2 separate regions of the Pan troglodytes genome follow, and region 2 is linked to region 1. The links are chromatin contacts, called in public HiChIP or PLAC-seq maps. All regions are on one chromosome and are shown on one strand. Each heading gives the region's core, a stretch centred on a gene start, on an enhancer-like site or on the middle of the called end of the contact. The rest is flanking DNA. Distances are from core to core; before and after follow the strand shown. Region 1 holds the start of LOC737952 (putative uncharacterized protein encoded by MAPKAPK5-AS1). Region 2 holds the start of ERP29 (endoplasmic reticulum protein 29).

Region 1 (3,130 bases), core at 451-2,950:
CCGAGGCGGGCAAATCATGACGTCAGGAGATGGAGACCATCCTGGCTAACACAGTGAAACCCCACCTCTACTAAAAATACAAAAAAATTAGCTGGGTGTGGTGGCACGCGCCTGTAGTCCCAGCTACTGGGGAGGCTGAGGCAGGAGAATCACTTGAACCTGGGAGGTGGAGGTTGCAGTGAGCCAAGAGCATCCCACTGCACTCCAGCCTGGATGACAAAGCCAGACTCCGACTCAAAAAAAAAAAAAAAAACTCAAAACAAAAGAAGGATATGTCAAGGCAGTCTTTTAGAATCTTTATGATTTAAAACCTGGTCTTCCTTGGGCCAGGCACGGTGGCTCACGCCTGTAATCCCACCATTTTGGGAGGCCAAGGCCGGCAGATCACGAGGTCAGGAGATCGAGCCCATCCTGGCTATTACGGTGAAACCCCGTCTCTACTAAAAATACAAACAAAAGAAAAAATTAGCAGGGCGTGGTGGGTGGGCGCCTGTAATCCCAGCTACTCGGGAGGCTGAGGCAGGAGAATGGCATGAACCCAGGAGGCGGAACTTGCAGTGAGCCAAGATCGGGCCACTGCACTCCAGCCTGGGCGACAGAGTGAGACTCCGTCTCAAAAACAAACAGACAGACAAAAAACCTGGTCTTCTTTAATGTATATGTTATATGTTGATGCCTCCTTTAAAGGGTTAAGTTTCTTTGGAATGACTTGATGATTTTGAGAAACTATATACACCACCTAAAGAATTGGTAGAAGTGTAAATTCTTAATCATTACTAGCAACTGTCTTGAAGGGGAAAATAACCCCAAGCTGCCAATAGATGCCTGTCCTTCAAGATAAAATGAAATTATTCAATGCACTGGGTTGACTTAACACTACAAATAAGTAAATAATACATCAAACTTTAAGCGTCAATGTTTAATTTTCATAAGACTAATTTCTTAGCTACAGCTGTCAAGACAGATAACTGGCAAGACAGATAACTGAGTGGGCAAAATGTGCCTTTAAAAAAAAAAAAAAGTTAAAAACAGGTTTTAGAAAACTTATTTTATTTGTGTAATTTTCGAACACACATTTGCTTTTCTTTTGGTTTAAGTGCAGTTAAGTCACAGGAACTGTTAACTTTTCCTAAGTAAACTCAATGCTTCCTAGGAGAAAGAAGAGGAAAAAGAAAAAGGGAAGAATACACGGAAAAGTGAGGACAACCTATTCCCCAAGGGACAGGTTTTGTACGGCGAACCACCTTCTTCCAACGGCAGATTTCCAGAAGGCTGATTTCAAACAAATCGGGAGGGATGGATAAATTCCAACTCTCCAAGTTCTGTAGACCATCCGGAAGCAAATGCTGGCGGCCTTGGGGAGTGATCGAAACGTGTAGTAGTAGTAGTAGTAGTAGTAGGGCTCTCTTCGTCCCATTCATTGACACTTAATAGTGTCTCCAGGCCACTCACCTCTGTTCCAGCTGAGCACAAATCACACTCACCAGGGAAGCTAGAGGGAGTCGGACACACACCTACACCCACACCCATACCCTTGGCCCCAGGGCTGTAAAGCGCGATCCACGGAATCCGGGGGAGGCCGAAACCCGGTAGTCGATGGAACCTCTCACTGCAAAATCTCCCTGCTTTTTGAGGCTAGAGCCGAGAAGAACGCCACAGGACAACGCGGGGGAAGAGGGGGCACCTCCCCCTTACCTTGATGGCTTTGTCCATGTCGCTCTCCTCCGACATACTCAGTGGGGCCCCCACAGCCAGGAGAGGCGGAGGCTGCTCAGCAGCCCTGTCCCCGCGCGGCCGAGGGAGCAAAGGGCTCGGCACTCGGGCCCCTGGGCCTCGTGGCGACGGGCAGCAGCCGCCCCTCGGGACCGGTGGGGATGAGGACCCCGGCGCCGGCTCTGCTTCGGCGGGCGGCTCTAGGCTGGCGGCAGCAGCAGCGGCGGAGGCGGCGGCCCCTGGGGACAAGTCTTTGTGCTGGGCCCCGCGCGGCCGCCTCCTAGCCTCATCCCCAGCTGGGGAGGCAGGCTCCCGGGGTAGGGCGAGGCGGGGAGGGCCTCGACCCGGGGCGCTGTGCAAGGGCCTCGCGGGGCCGCCGCTTAGACCTGGGCTCGCCAGGTCCTAAAGAGGAGCCTGCGCCTCCGCCTCCGCCGCCTGCACCGCCGCGAAGCCGAAGCCGAAGCAGAGCTCGGCGCCGCTGCTCCCGCCGCCGCCTCAGCGCCACACATCGCCGGGACACCCGCGCCGGGCAGCCCCGCCGGCCGCCCTCACGCACGCGCTGTGCCCCGCGGGAGCTCCAGGCCGCCCCTCCTGCCGCCCAGCTTCGTGACTCCACGGCCCCACGCGCCCCTTGCTGCCTTCCGCTGGGGTTTCCGAGCCGCCCCCGAGCCGCGCACCCGACTTGCAGGCGTCCGCCTGGGCCTCCCTAAGACACGCCGCATACAGGACAGGCCCCTGGGCCTTCCGCGGCGATGGCGCTGCGCTAATGACGTCATAGGCCCGGACTCGCGTGAGTGCGCGTGCGTTGGGGCCTCAGCCTTTATCTCCACTCTGCGGAGATTCACGCCTGGAAAACGCTCTTCTGAGAGGATCTGTGGAGGTCAACCCAGGAGAGAGAAGACAGGACTGAAGCACTGAAAGGGTCCTGCCGTAAGGGCGCAGGATTGTATAGAATATATAATAGCAGTAGCAGCTCTGTTTACGGAGCATTAACCTTACGTGGAGTTATTTCCTGCATTTCCTCCTTTCGTCTTTACAAGGTAGCCGTTTGGCGTCGTGAGGTATGGATGTTCCCATCCCTAATTTGCAAAATAGGTAACTGAGGCTCAGGAGAGCTAGACTAGTTTGTGCACAGCCGAGAAGTGGTCAAGCTAGAATGGGACCCCAGGTTTGTGCTCCCTGCTCTCCACCGATAACCTATCAAAGGGCTTTGCAAGAGCTTTTGACTAATCGTCTGTCAATGGTTCTTCATTCACGTATTAATTGCACATCAGTATGTGCCAAATCTACTAGACATTGGAGAAACAGTAGGAACAACACATGGTACCGGCACATGGATCTTTCAGGAAAACGAAGTAGGTAATAAACAGGAAAAAGCCCGAGTCTGATGCTAAGAAGAACATAAACAGGATGCTGA
Region 2 (3,095 bases), core at 133-2,632, 190 kb before region 1:
AGGCGGAGGTAGTGGCAAATTCTTCCATGCCTTGACCCAATTTTACTGATTTTGTTGCCAACCCCAAGATGTTTCCTACAACAGCTATCCCCAACCTTTTTGGCACCAAGGACTGGTTTCATGGAAGACAACTTTTCCACGGGGGTGGGGAGTGGGGGGGGGCTGGGTGGTTTCGACATGAACCTGTTTCGCCTCAGATCATCAGGCATTAGATTCTGATAAGAAGCACACAACCTGGATCCCTCACATGCGTAGTTCACAATAAAGGTCGTGCTCCTATGAGAATGTAATGCCGCAGCTGATGTAACAGGAGGTGGAGCTCAGGCTGTAGTGCTCGCTCGCCTGCCGCTCACCTCCTGCTGTGCGGCCCGGTTTCTAACAGGCCACCGACGGGCCTGGTGGTTGGGGACCCCTGCTTTACAGGGTGGCTGAACTGAAGCTTATTCTTCACGCTTGCACTATTCAAGATGTATGATATCTGATCATTGTTTGCACACTGCAAAGCAGGCTGCAATCCAACCCTGGGAAGAGGGGCGCGGACACGCAGGCTAACGCGCCTGCATTTCCCCCCGCCAACCCCTCCCAGCTTCCACAGCCGGGAGCCCGGTGGCGTCGACCTCGCACCGCCCTCCGGTTCTCCCACTTGGGACTCGAGGGTTGGATCTCGCCAGGCACCGCCCTCTCCCCACAGGTGAAGGGAAGGGGCACCCAGTTCCCTCGGCTGCATCTTTGCAAGGGAGGATGCAAGTATAAATGCTGCAAAAGCAAGGGTGCGCCGGGGCCCTGAAGCGTGCATGCCCGGTGGTCATAACATTCCTCCGCTCAGAGTCCACTAGGCCTGTAGGACGCCGGGAAGCTCTGGGACCGTTGCTACAGACCACCTCCCGTCAGCTCCCGGAATCCAGCGTCTCCCCACGGGCGCGCGCTCTTCCGGGCGCCCCGGCGGCACCTGCGCGCGACGTCCCCCGCCCCGGTTACCTTGTAGAAAGTGACCGTATCCAGGGGAAGGGCGCCCTTGGTGTGCAGGCCGCTGCCGCCATGCGGAGCGGAGAGGAGCAGGAAGCCCAGGAGAAGGGGAAGCAGCGGGGAGAGAGACGCGGCGCGGGGCACAGCTGCAGCCATATCGCCGGGTTCCGGCAGAGGGAGGTAGGTAAGCGGTAGTGGAGAACGCCCCGAGTCAGCGGTCACGTGACTGGGGGGGGGCGGACTCACGCGCGCTCACGTGGACACCCCAGGAGGCTCCCATCTGTCTAGGGTGAGAGGGTGGGGCCACGTGAGGGGCGGGGCGAGGGCGGGGAAGCTGCTGCGCACGCGTACTCGGCGAAGCTCGCGTAGGGCCTGGGTAAAAGGGCGGGGCCACGTTGCGGGCGGGAAAATGGGCTCCTGCGCGCGCGCACTCGCCGAGTCTCCCGGCGGGTCCGCCCAGTTCCGTTCCTGCTCCGCTTGAGGAGAAGCGCCAAGTGCGCATGGGGACGCTATAGCAATTCGTTTGCTGTCCTTCCTCTCCTTCGAAGATGACAAGGCCTACCATCGTTTCTTCCTGCCTTTGGGCCGTCAGGCAGTTGGTTGGGACCCGCTCCAACCCTCGGTCAGTCTGTTAGTCAAGTTCAGCCGTTATTCTCAGTCAGGCTCCGTCACCGCCCTGACCCAGGCGGGCAGTGGCTCCGCGGCTTCCCTGAGCTTCTTGGCCAGGCTTGGCGGTCAGTGTGGCAGGCAGGGCCCTCTTAGGCCTGATCTGAGGTGAGCGCCTCCCCTGGGAGACGCCAGGCTCCTGGGATCCGCCCAGCCAAGGCCCACCCTCCAGGAACCCCAGACGCAATTCTAATCATTCTGTTCCGCAGGTAGTCACTCGGTCCCTGGCTTGTGCCAGACTCTGGCTTCGCCTGCGGGGCTACGGAATAAGCAGAAACAAGACCGTTCTGTGCTGAAGGCACGCACTTTGTTGGGGCAGGAGGCGGCATAGGAATAATGATCTAAACAGTGCAGTGTAATTGCTGTAAAATATTATTCCGGCTGGGCGCGTTGACTCACGTCTGTAATCCCAGCACTTTGGGAGGCCGAGGCAGGTGGATTACCTGAGGTCAGGAGTTCGAGACCAGCCTGGCCAACATGGTGAAACCCCGTCTCTACTAAAAATACAAAAATCAGGCGAGTGTGGTGGCGCGTGCCTGTAATCCCAGCTACTCAAGAGGCTGAGGCAGGAGAATTGCATGAACCCAGGAGGCGGAAGTTGGGGTGAGCCGAGATTTCGCCATTGCACTTCAGCCTAGGTGACAGAGCGAGACTCAGTCTCAAAAAAGAAAAAAAAAAGACCGTATTTTCTTATTGTAAAGAGACAGAGATTCAGCCATCCCTGCTCAGGAGCATCAGAGGAAGTTGTAGACAGGAGGTGACTTTTGAGCGGGACCTTGAAATAAGAGGGGGCGTGCATGAGGCAAAGAGAAACAGGGCATTTCTAACAATGGGAAAATTATGCACAGGCATGTTGGGGAACTGGTTGAGATGAATCTGTGTAAAGGCGAACTGGCGCAGCAGCTGCTGCCGCTCTTTTTTATTTTGATTGATTATTACTGAGCTTCCATGGGGCGGATTCGAAAGGGTCTCACCAAGCTAAAGGGTTTGGAGTCACCAGAAGTTTTAACTAGGAGAGTGAGGTTAGATTTGTGTGTAGAAACAGCACCCAGGTCAGCCTGGGCAACGTAATGAAACCTCGTCTCTACAATAAGTAGAAAAATTAGCCATGTGTGGTAGTGCATGCCTGTGGTCCCAGGTACTTGGGAGGCTGAGGCAGCAGGATCACTTGGACCTGAGGGGTCGAGGCTGCAGTCAGCCCTGATTGCTGCCACTGCACTCCAGTCTGGGCAACAGAGAAGACTGTCTCAAAACAAAAACAACATTACTCAGGAATGAAGGAAATGGATTGGAATTGAGAAGACGGGACTAAAGCCAATTAATGGGGTATGGCAATAGTCTAGTTGGAAGAGGTTAAGGTCATGCAGTAGGACATAATAGGGCTGAAGAAGTATGGATGGAATTGACAAACTTTTAAAGGGTAGAATTCACAAGATTTGATGAACAAATGCATGTAAGAGAAC

What was found. HiChIP or PLAC-seq counts read pairs in DNA pulled down with a chosen protein or histone mark.
Region 2: a contact with region 1 is called in an H3K4me3 HiChIP or PLAC-seq map of stem cell-derived excitatory neurons, with 4 times the contacts expected there. The contact joins the promoter of ERP29 here to the promoter of LOC737952 in region 1. A contact is called at or near these places in 1 of 7 Hi-C or Micro-C datasets (stem cell-derived neural progenitor cells) and 1 of 1 datasets of contacts at active chromatin or transcription factors (stem cell-derived excitatory neurons).

The regions. Positions count from the first base shown.
Region 1 is chr10:118,651,232-118,654,361 of NHGRI_mPanTro3-v2.0_pri, reverse strand. LOC737952 (putative uncharacterized protein encoded by MAPKAPK5-AS1) reads left to right here and starts at 1,700. Exons shown (of 2, transcript XM_003952305.5): 1 at 1,700-3,130. The coding sequence starts at 1,700. The coding sequence ends at 2,119. It overlaps MAPKAPK5 (MAPK activated protein kinase 5), which reads right to left and starts at 1,826. Exons shown (of 16, transcript XM_063784989.1): 1 at 1,696-1,826. The coding sequence starts at 1,731. It overlaps TMEM116 (transmembrane protein 116), which reads left to right. Exons shown (of 13, transcript XM_063785002.1): 13 at 1,154-1,382. The coding sequence ends at 1,304.
Region 2 is chr10:118,843,742-118,846,836 of NHGRI_mPanTro3-v2.0_pri, reverse strand. ERP29 (endoplasmic reticulum protein 29) reads right to left here and starts at 1,382. Exons shown (of 3, transcript XM_001139225.5): 1 at 979-1,382. The coding sequence starts at 1,122. It also overlaps a transcript of TMEM116 not described here.